Linked DNA regions of Mus musculus: region 1 is linked to region 2. A link is a contact called in public Hi-C data. All regions are on one chromosome and are shown on one strand. The core of a region is the stretch at or near the end of the contact, and the rest is flanking DNA. Distances in the headings are between cores, read along the strand shown.

Evidence for each region. Hi-C and Micro-C count contacts between places; a contact is called where the count stands out from the background.
Region 1: a Hi-C map of bone marrow-derived macrophages shows a contact between it and region 2, with 6 times the contacts expected there. The contact joins two enhancer-like sites. A contact is called at or near these places in 5 of 484 Hi-C or Micro-C datasets (Th1 cells, bone marrow-derived macrophages, epidermal suprabasal cells and 1 more) and 2 of 115 datasets of contacts at active chromatin or transcription factors (CD8 T cells and bone marrow-derived macrophages).

What each region holds. Positions count from the first base shown.
Region 1 is chr13:5,441,779-5,448,052 of GRCm38.p6, forward strand. No RefSeq gene overlaps it. Among named protein-coding and RNA genes, the nearest start is that of Gm40660, 10 kb to the right of the region's middle. Within about 2 kb of position 3,268, at least 40 of the 459 cell types and tissues checked have an H3K27ac peak or open chromatin away from gene starts, as enhancers often do. A contact at or near this core is called in bone marrow-derived macrophages, epidermal suprabasal cells and macrophages, where this site is marked.
Region 2 is chr13:5,767,341-5,772,946 of GRCm38.p6, forward strand. No RefSeq gene overlaps it. Among named protein-coding and RNA genes, the nearest start is that of Gm35413, 33 kb to the right of the region's middle. Within about 2 kb of position 2,516, at least 85 of the 459 cell types and tissues checked have an H3K27ac peak or open chromatin away from gene starts, as enhancers often do. A contact at or near this core is called in bone marrow-derived macrophages, epidermal suprabasal cells and macrophages, where this site is marked.

The DNA.
Region 1 (6,274 bases), core at 2,018-4,517, 320 kb before region 2:
TATGGCAGATGAAGACTATTGCATTGCTAACGTTGGTAGGAAGCTTGGCAGGACAAGGTATGAGGGATATGAGCATGAATGAAAAATGAGCAGGTAATAATAGCAGAAATAACATAGCCTCCTATTCAAACTAAGAAATCCTAACATCTGTTAAAGACACAGACACGTAATTAAAAGGATATCACAAAATAACAACATGGCAAACTTTTTAAAAATTCTTCAAAGCAGATGTAATGTGAGTAACTACTAATCCAGAGAATTAGAATCTAAGCCTAGTGGTGGGAAATTTTCTTAGCCAATTATTTATATAATTAATGTCAGAAAACAAGGAACCACATATGAGAAGAATCTCTAACATGAAAACATTTCACACTAAGGCAAAAACAAACAATAACAAATAATAACAAAGTGAACTTGAAAGAAACAGAAACAAAGCAGAGACAATGAAATCCCCATATATGTAAACAAAGTATTTTAATACTCTAAGAAACTAAAGCAGAGACTGCATCTGGGGAACAAGAACACAGGGTGTATGGGAAAATATGAAATATCTAAAGATTAAAAATAGTACTCTAAATCATGTGCAGAATATAAGACAGCTCACTAGGAGAATGTCTGGAATTCATATTGAAAAGCTCTCTAAGACCAGCTAGCCAAAGGAAGAAACTAGAAAAGAAAAATATTAGGAAAAAATTTAAAAGCTGGAGGAATTATGAGTGTCTAAGTTTTAGTTAACAAAGAGACAAGAAAAGGGAGATAATTCTGACAAAGAAACCATCAAAGGACTACTTCAATCACATTTTCTAGTGCCAAAGGATTTCTATACAAAAAAAAAAAAAAAAAAAGACCCAATGAGAGCTCACAGCAAGCGATGGAAATAGAATTACAGCAAATAATTCTACGGAGAAGTTTCAGCATAGTGTGTACAAAGAGAGGGTCTAACAGATTAAAACCAGATCGTATTTAGTAGATCAAAGGCCAGAATGACTTTGGACTTCTTAATAGCAACTATGAAAGCTTTGAAACAGCAGGACATCCCTTCATAACTCTAACATAATGATGATTGATTGCCACGAGACGTCCTATATCCAACTACTATTTGTAAAAGCTAAAATACCCGCAAAAGTTCATTTTCTGACATTGTGTCTTTAGGGGTTACTTTAAGAATTGAATTTACCCTTACAGAGGTTGAGTTAAAGAAGATGTATCTATGGAAAGGTGAAATCCTAATCTAATACAGTAGAGTGTAGGGATTCACTCCTGTGATGGTGGAGGGAGATCGAACAGTGAGCAGTGGCTATATAGGCAATGAATGCAGTGTAGTGGTGTCTATTAACCCCAAGAGAGATCTACTTCAGTGGCATATAGTGTACTCAGAGTAGAATTATGAGATCCTTGGAGAAGGTTTGGGGATGAAGCAGAAAGAGAGACCTTGGAAAATATAGGCCAAAGATCCTCACCCCTCAGAGTAAAAATAACAAAAATAATCCAAAAAAAAACACACAATTGTTAACTACAAGAAGAAAATGAAGAGGAGATAGGGAGTTGGGGAGAAACTTTTTAGACATTTCAAGGAACTTGTATGTGAACTAGAAATGAGAAAAAGGGTGGACAGGACAACAGAGGCTATGAGTCAAAAGAGAGTTTGATGTTTGTTCAGCATTTACAAGCTGCTGAGATATGATCTCTGTCTGGAAGAATCCATGGTTAGTTGAGAATGTCAGTTTGAAAGACCACACCCAGGGGAAAAACAAAAGACATGAGACACAGGGGCACAAGAGAAAATGGACTTGCTAGTGAACGAAGTCTCATTTCTGTTTAATAAGCAAGCAAGATTGAATACAGGGGCAGGTATACATGAAATGGAAGCTTTTCTGGAGCAAGGAAATGGAATATTTGCTTCTAAAATCATTGAAGAGGAACTTGAAATACATTGCTGTTTTTCTTTAAAGTGTTTTTCACTTCCTCAAAAAATTAAGAATTATAATAGAATCTGTTTTAGAACATAGAAAGAGGGCTTAGAGAAGTTATGCCATATTCTTGAAATCACAGGAGAAATAGCAGAGCTAGAAATCAAGATCATGATCTACAGGTTTGCAATGCCCTTGACAGTGAGTACTATATTCAATAGCTTTCACATAGTACTGAGAGGTAAATCTCAAGTAGACCATCAGCATCCAAACCCTGGAGATGAAGTGACTCAACTATGTACAAGATAAACTAACAAGAACATTAGATGTCACATCTGGAGGAAGGTTTTCTCTTACATTCTCTCTGCTGTTCTAATCAGAACAAGGACACAGGAAATAAGTGTTATTTTTATCCCAGTGAGAAATATGAGGATCCTAAGCCCCTCTGAAAATATAGTTTGCTTTCACCAAGGTTCATTCTGTCTTTATAAGTTGCAACTTCACCCTAATTCTCAGATTACAATCTGTGGTCAGGACACAGTGAAACTTAGATCCTAACACATGAGATGTTCTACCCAGTATATCCAGTGTAGCAGGCTATATGTTGTGGAAAACAGCATCCTGAATCTTCATATATCAGACTCATTTCACTAATGAGATGTCTGGAAAAATTATAAGTGATACAATTTCTGGGGAAGAAACAGAAAGCTTTGGGAAAGCCCAGGCTCTTTTCCTAGAAGGCCACTCATGTTAGGGTTTCCTCGCTTCCCGTGAAAGGAGATCTCAGAATTGGCTTGTGTTCTGAGCCACAGTGCAAGAGATGATGCCACGGTGGAGACTCAAAGAATTTTAAGAAGTCATGGACCAATAGAAAGTACCTTCAAGCCTTTGGAGTAAGATAAGAGTAGAATATATTTCTAAAAATTCAATTTCTAGTTAATATTTAAATTGGAATAGAAACATATTTTAGCAATAATAATCACAACAAAGCAAAATAAAATAGGAGTCCTATAGGATAATGCAGAAATACAGAGAGAAGTGGGCATTGTTCAGATGTCCTTCTCTAGGCACAGAAGGATGGCATAAAAGGAACGCCTCCATTTTGGTTTGGCTTTACTTCACTTTTCCTCTTTCCCCCAGATGCAATAGTGCTTTCAGTACCGATTCCCACAGTCTTGGGAATTAAAGAAGGCACTCATTGAAATTGTTATTCAGAGACTAATTGTAAATAAAGCTTTTATTTCCATCTCAATGCATGTCAGGACCTGTTGAGCTTAGACTTGGACTTAGTCATTAACACACTCAACTCTGCAACTGACTGAGTCAACACCACACCCTAGCACTCTTCCAGTTTCTGGAATGAAAAGAAGAAGTAAAAGGTTTCCCTGAATAACTTTCCTTGAGTAAAGCCTTTCCTTTAGTAAAAGTCCGGTCACACTTGTAAAAGCTCTGCCTCACCCGCTAAGACACTAAAATGTGATGTGCCAGCCAGACCCAAGTCACCCCTTGCCAAGGACCTTTGACTGAATTACAGCCATGGGACATTTGTCACTTTGCTGAGATCTTGCTACACACAAGACAGATTCTTATCATTTTTTCTTCTGAGTATGCCCAGTAAAACTTGAAATTTCTCTCTGTGAATATTCAGAAATGATATGTATTTAGGAGCCTGCAAAACAAGTTACAAAGCACGTTATGAAGCAAGCTAGACCAGTCTGGTTTAGTGGCTTGCCCAAGTCAAGGAACATAAAATAGCTTAAAATCAAGCTGTGAAAAATACCACAGAACAAGCACTGGAATTAAAAACAAATTTGTTTATGAGATAGCTATGTTTTGCTGCCTAGTGAGTGCTTACAACATTCTTTAGGCGAGACTCTGCTAGCCCTGCAATGAGTTATCAAGGAATCAATCCTCTGTTTCTTTTACTAGACTTTTTTCTTCCAGAGCTGATAGACATACCTGTGTGCAAGCCCACGAAAAATGCTGGTAACGATCCCCAATGTTCACGTTTCCATGTTGAGAACCTGACCACTTAGGAATATATTTGAAAAATGACAAAAGTCCCAAAGGACCACATCAGATGTGCCTCAGAACAAATGCCTGTTCCACAGCTACCAGTAGTCAATCTATTTAATAATCATCTAATCATCAAATTAACAGCAGCTTCTACTTGTTGAACCCTCAACATAATTTAGCATTACCTGTACTCTATTGTTTTTTTTGTTTTTTTTTTTAATTTTTTTTAATTAGGTATTTAGCTCATTTACATTTCCAATGCTATACCAAAAGTCCCCCATATCCACCCACCCCCACTCCCCTGCCCACCCACTCCCCCTTTTTGGCCCTGGTGTTCCCCTGTACTGGGGCATATAAAGTTTGCAAGTCCAATGGGCCTCTCTTTCCAGTGATGGCCGACTAGGCCATCTTTTGATATATATGCAGCTAGAGTCAAGAGCTCCGGGGTACTGGTTAGTTCATAATGTTGTTCCACCTATAGGGTTGCAGATCCCTTTAGCTCCTTGGCTACTTTCTCTAGCTCCTCCATTGGGAGCCCTATGATCCATCCATTTGCTGACTGTGAGCATCCACTTCTGTGTTTGCTAGGCCCCGGCATAGTCTCACAAGAGACAGCTACATCTGGGTCCTTTCAATAAAATCTTGCTAGTGTATGCAATGGTGTCAGCGTTTGGATGCTGATTATGGGGTGGATCCCTGGATATGGCAGTCTCTAGATGGTCCATCCTTTCATCTCAGCTCCAAACTTTGTCTCTGTAACTCCTTCCATGGGTGTTTTGTTCCCAAATCTAAGGAGGGGCATAATGTCCACACTTCAGTCTTCATTCTTCTTGAGTTTCATGTGTTTAGCAAATTATATCTTATATCTTGGGTATCCTAGGTTTGGGGCTAATATCCACTTATCAGTGAGTACATATTGTGTGAGTTTCTTTGTGAATGTGTTACCTCACTCAGGATGATGCCCTCCAGGTCCATTCATTTGGCTAGGAATTTCATAAATTCATTCTTTTTAATAGCTGAGTAGTACTCCATTGTGTAGATGTACCACATTTTCTGTATCCATTCCTCTGTTGAGGGGCATCTAGGTTCTTTCCAGCTTCTGGCTATTATAAATAAGGCTGCTATGAACATAGTGGAGCATGTGTCCTTCTTACCAGTTGGGGCATCTTCTGGATATATGCCCAGGAGAGGTATTGCTGGATCCTCCGGTAGTACTATGTCCAATTTTCTGAGGAACCGCCAGACTGATTTCCAGAGTGGTTGCCTGTACTCTATTGTTTCAGTGTTATAACTAACTCTTCAATACGGGTACTTTCAACTCTGTACAGGTTAGATTTCTGAACATATCTTTTAAATCCTCTACCCCTGGTCAAGCAGAGCATGGCAAGAGTGGGAGAAAATAGAATTCTTTGATACTGAGAACCTTCACCTTCAGCACATGCCTCTCTCCTTCCCATTGTGTTTGCTCTGTGCTAAAAAGGAATGCATGGGGTATAAAGATGCAGAATTGTCAAGCAATTCCCTGTTTCATTTCTTAATCAAATACTTATTCTACCTGACTTTGGTGGGTGGATTGGAATCCTCACATTTGTTTCCTGAGGCTTGAGAGGATCGTGAACTAGGGAATAACTCCAGAATCTTAACGTGGATCAGTCATTTCCATTGATGCATAGACTCAATTGCAGAAAAGTAGAATCTTAAATGAAGAAGAATTCTGTGATCCTGGCTTGACAGCACATCATGGGTTTGTAATGTGGTTGCAGAATCTGTGATAGAGGAAGCATAACGTTGCTTACGTGCACCTCTGAGGACTAGAAAGTCATAAAAGAAATCGGCATCATAAGCCCCATAAGCTGTCACATTCAAGGCTGGACTCTCAGCAACTTATTTATAACAACCACTCCTTACTTGCTCAAAACCCTACTACCTTGGCAAATAGTATCATCAGTTGTGGACCAAATGTACACACACAGGGTTGTGAGAGCCTGTTATACCCAAACCGTAGTGCAGATTAACAGAATAACATTTAGTTTGGTCATGTATCACCAGTATAGTGTAAGCCAGTGGAGATCTTGCCCAGGTCTTGTCATCCAAGGTACTCATCCAATACAGCCTCTTACTATCTCTGTTGTATCTTCTAGAACAGAGATCATTAAAAATATTGTGGTCCATTAAGAGAAAACTGTCACAGCAAATCAGACCCCTCATCATTACTTCATTTCCCAAGTAAAACAAAACTTCTGATAGCCTGCACATTGGCAAGAAATTGTCAGAGGTTTGCCTAAAGGAAAGAGAAAATTATAAGGAAGAACACAGGTACTTTACATGCAGTGACTTAATATTTGCTT
Region 2 (5,606 bases), core at 1,266-3,765:
TAGAAAACCTTAGATCTGCTCTCAGCAAGCACCAGCAAGCAAATACCTGGAGTGGTCATGTAGTGTTCTTGAAATACCATCATGTGGTGGGTGGAGACCAACCAGAAGTTTATAGTTATCCTCAGCTACAATGGCAATTCAAGGTCAGTCTAGACTATATGAGATAGTGTTTCAAAGGAGAGAGAGAGACAAAGCGAGGCAGAGACAGATAGAGACAGATAGAGAGACAAGAGGCAGACACACACAGAGAGAAACAGAGATACAGAGGCAGAGAGAGAAAGAAACAGAGAGACACAGAGACAGAGTAACAGCGAAAGACAGAGACAAAGAGAAAGAAAAGAGGGGAGAAGGAAAAGATGTAGGGAAGGGGGAAGAAAATAGGATAGGTGGACTACTAATGACAGCAAAACTAAGATCGGTTTTAAACATGAACTCATATTTATGGTGAAATAATTCCTGGTCTAATATTGAAGCCTGTTTTTCAAGTGTAGACTCAAGTCTGCTCATGGTCTGAAGCCTCCTAAAGTGAGAGAGAAGACATGAGCTGAATATGCAAAGGTTGGATCTGAATTGCTGCCATATTCACTAAAATAAAGTTGTCTATGTGGAATGTGGGTGTTCTGATGTTATCAGAGACAGAAGTCATAAGAAAACAGAAAGTCCAAGCTGAGGCATGACTATGATGGGAAATGACCTCTGATACCATCTTTCCTTCTATGAAAATGACATTTTCTTCCCCCACCCCCAACAACTTGCTAAAAACACTTCTCAAGTCATCAATGCATCAAACTGAAACTAATACCTGTCACTGTGCCCAGAATCCACCATAACAAAGAGTATTTGGACAAAAGGTTGGTATAAAGATACATATGCTGACAGTCATGGCATCTAAGATCGGCTGAGCCACTCTGACTCCAGACTCTACCCAAAACATTAATGTGCAGCTGAGTTCCGCTATTCTTACAGAAATGTATTAATGATGCTTCTGATAACAAAAGGGACCCAAATAACACTATAAAATGAAATAAAATTCCACTGACAAAAAGGTTATGTTTGATTATGAAAAGACAATACTAGTTTACTCACAGGCTGACAATTTTAATTTTTCCTTCCTTTTTTTTAAATCTTTTATTGATTTATTATTATTTTTTAGAGGTGATGCTAGGGACCAAAGCCCAATTCGAGAATCTTTCACACAAGAGGCAAACACTCTGATGCTGAAATACATCCCAAGGGAGCACCCTGTTTATACTGAGATCTTAGAAATAACACCCAATAAAATGATGAAAGCTGAGCTTGTCAGTCTGTGTAGTACTTGTACATGGGGCTGGCTTATGTAGAGGACAAAAAAGAGCAATGTTATCAGCATTAATATGATATAGATTTTGGGGGGAGAATTTTCCTTCTATTGTAATTATATTCATGCAGGTTTGAAACCATTCAAACAGACTCAGTCTGAACCACTGAAAATACAATGATTTTCTTTCTTTACACATCTTTCAGCCATATGGGCTATGGCTACAGAAGTGAGAAGAAAATGTAGAGGCTTGCAGCAGACAGCAAAACAGTATCTGAGCTGGCAAATAGATATTTATAACTATAAGCACAATGCAAAGACACAAGCATGAGTGCAGAGATGATGTCTTCACCACACTTTCCTACACACCCTCCAGAAATTCTCCAACTACTGTTTTACTGAGCTTATGGATATGATAGGCCGCCCCAAATAATATCTTCGTGCTATTGGACTTAAGTCAGGCTGACTATGCGGCACGTTATATCCCCAGGATATCTGGATCTTTGCCTTATTGTGAAAATGAACCAACTAACTGTCATCTCAGAGGCCACTATATACACGAGGCACAATGATAAACACAGGGTCTTCCTGCCCACCCAGGGTCAGTCACAACCTTGCCCACAGGAAGCTTTCCCCTCTGCCTGCATTACAAGCCTTCTTCCCTAATTCCTTGATATTCAACTTTGGTTTGAAGAACAAGACCTTTACTGCCTGAGTCCACAGCCATTTGCAGAGTACCATGTGCAGATTGCATAGTTGATGGATATAGGAATTGTGCCACCCAAAGTCAGAATGGAAGTATTATGCAGGCGCTTTGGAGGATGTGGGAGGTTAGTTCCTGCCTGGGAAGCCTTAATCTTGGACGGGTCATCAGCCCTAACCGGACACTGGGATCTGGGACTCAACTTTACCAGGAAATTCTGCCGAGAGAGAAGAATATCTGGGGCTTCCTTGTAACTCCCCCTCCAGCTTCAGAGTAACTTGAAAAGTGGAAAACAAAAGACAGAAATGAGAGGCAGGCAGCATGTACTATACAGCAAAGGCCTTTGGAGGTGTGATAAGGATCAGGTAATAATGGCCTCTCACTGAGTAATCCAAAGTATTTCACAGTTTTTCTGGTTCAGCCAGTTAGTTGTGAGGAAGAAAACACCCCCTCAGTAAATGAGGCCCTTTGGAATGAGGGCTGGGGTTTATGATAAGCATAGTGGGGAAGTGCCCTCCACACCCAGGAGGGTCATTGTGTCAGCCAGTATGCATGAGTCATTTTCCACCCAAATGATGTGTCTCAAAAAGAGAAACTCTCAGCATTTACTCTGATTTTTAACCTATTGCTAGCATCTGTCATTCAAAGTGAGCTGAGGTCTTTTACAGTCTTAATCACAGAACTCCATACCTTACTGTTCAAATCTGTCCTGGTTCATCTGAGGCACGCATGGAGTTCCCTGTGACGTCAGTAATAAGTGACCTATTTATCACTACCCCTGAGGTTGCTAATCTGAAAATAGAGATTTTAAGACATAGAGCATCAGAAAAGTCATTCCTTTCTTGTATTCATAATTAGTAATATGGAGGGAACAAAAACAGAACAAGATGGAAAGCTAGACGGAAGCATCCTCTGAGATGCCTGGGTTGCTGTAACTAACTCACTGGGAAAGTTAAAACTGCCTCCCTGAACATCAGATCAATGTTTCTATAATCAGAAATGTTCTCCGTGCTCCCACACACCTTCAGTTAAAGACTTCTTCAGTGAGTTACTACAGGATAACAGGTCCAGACTCTGAGTTAACAAAACATTACCTCATCCACAAACAACTCCATTAACTGTTCAGACCCTAAGGTCAAAAACCCTTTTTCTAAGTTTCTGGAAGTTTCTCTACTTTCAAAGCAATTACAAACGTGACCTTTCTGTCTCCCTAAGAGCAGACAGCTCGAGGCAACTCCATCCAAATCAATACAGGGAGAGAATCTCAGGACTTCTTTAGAATGTGTGCACAAAAGAGGTACCATGTAATTTTAGAAAAACACCAGTTCTGTCTTACATGGAGATAAATATGAAGAGAAAGCACTCAGCAAGTGTGCTGGGATGTGGGGTAAGGTGGGGAGAAAAATCCTAGCAGTTAAGAGAAAATGGAAGCATGGAAATAAGACAGTTTGGAGCATTGGGAATTGTTGGATGGATTCAGCATGACTCCAGTCAGTTTAGAGGCAAAGAGACAAATGTCACTACCATTTAGTTTGGGTATCATCTTTTCCTTCTCTTCATAACTAAAGCCTCGCCCAGATAATAATGACAGATAAGGATGCCCTGTCCAACATGGAGATCATAAAATCAGGAGCTGATGTCATTGGGATGAAAACAACAAAGAGAAAAAGAGGAAGAGGAATCCAGCTGTTGAATGCATGCTTACCTCAAGGCGCCTGGACACCAGCTGTCTGAATGTCCTTATATAGAAAAGGTGGCCTGCTTCAGCTTCTCCTGTCCCTCCAAGGGAAACTGTATTGCTGGGTAGCATCAAACAAAAGAAGAGAGCAGGATGACTAGAGTCTAGACTGTTTCAAACACCTTGTCATGTTTCTCTTCTGAGTAGATCCCAGACACGTAAGGATGTAGAGTAATTTGGAGTAAAAGTTTCTTTGAACTATGTCTAATTACAGAAAGGCATCCAATCTGACGACAGTGATCAGTCTGTCTGGTCTAGCTCAACGTTCTTCTAAAGATGAGCTCCTCAGTACCTCCTGCAAAGCTCTGTCCTTTCTTTTAAAAGTTCCACAACCCCAAACAAACAAAAAAAGACAAGAAGCAGCACAGGAGCCTAAGTCACTTCAATGTGAGAAGGAAAATACATCTTAAAGAGCTAAATTACCTAAAGAATTCAGAAAATTTGCATTTAAACATTATTTCAACGGAGATAATCCAAGGAGGCTGTATTAACTACAAAGGGAAGGAGCTACGTGTAAGAAATCTTCCTTATAAAAGACACACTATTTACATTTGATCTCTGTATAAAATTATCAGCATCATTTTGTATGTGGTTGAGTGTACACATCTTGTCTTCTTTTGTTTTTTTGAACTAGGATCTCACTATGTAGCCTTAGCTGATGTGGAACTCAGAGAGAATCTCCTGTCTCTGCCTCACTAGAGCTGGGATTAAAGGCATGCACCACCAGGCCTGCCTCTCTCTGTTTGTTTGTCATGTGCCATGGACCTCTTTAAAGGAAGGACTAAGATTTACAGCAGGTCTTAATGGACTTATCTTTAGAAGATCTTTGAGCTAGACCAAGCAAACTGATTCTTGTAGTCAGATTAGATTTCTCTGTGTAATTAAACATAGTTCAAAGTACTGCTTACTCCATGTCACCTGTCTTCCTCATTCACTCTTTTGTTTGAGCCCTGGTCTATTCCTAAGCCTGAAAATTACTTGTCCTTTAAGGCTGGTTGACCAAAGAACCCCAGAGATCCACCTATTTCCCACCTCAACCTATGTGGAAATACAGATACATTGGGGACCTGAATTCAGGTCCTTATGTTTGCAGGGCAGGCGTTTTACAAATGAGAGATGGTCTAGACCCTCGGGTACCATTCTTCAGTAGTAAGAGTCTCATTTCAAGAACATTGTCATGGCAACCTAATAAACCTGAGAGAAAAATAAATGCTGCTAGTTTTCTTTTTCTTACTTTCTTTACTTACTAGAAAAGTACTGAAACTTTGCGAGTTATGCTATCACTTCCTTAAGTATAATTCCCTAAACATATTCTACAAACTTTATGCCCTGCTTTCTATTGAAAAGCTATAGCATGATTTTAATTCCCTCTTTTCTTATGACTTTGGTTTTCTCACTCCACTTCCCTGTCTTTCTCCTTTTCTTCAAAGGAGAAACGATTTCATCTTGAGAACAGGAAAGTTCATTGACTTTTCCATATTCTCAATACTGTGTTAACCCTTTCCCTACCTAAAGTTTTTTTTTTCCTTATGAACATTGACTCATTTGTCTACTCTGTTCCTAAGTTACATATCCCCTGTAAGCCATAGTATAAGCCAGTGACTTCTGCTCCCAGCAGCTACCTCAACCACTCTGGTGAGTGCTGTCAATCAGTGCCACCCCCTTCCCTGGGCACCAACTCCCTGCTGTTTTCAGTCTATCAGTTTCACAGTATCAGTGAGATACTGTGCTCACCTTCATTGCACTACCCTGGTGGTTTCCACTTTGCTCTTTCCTGGACTCCAAGTATTTGGAATTCACTGACATTATGATAATCCCTGGTTTTCCCTAGTAAATCTGCCTGCATATTAGAACCACGTCTCCAATTT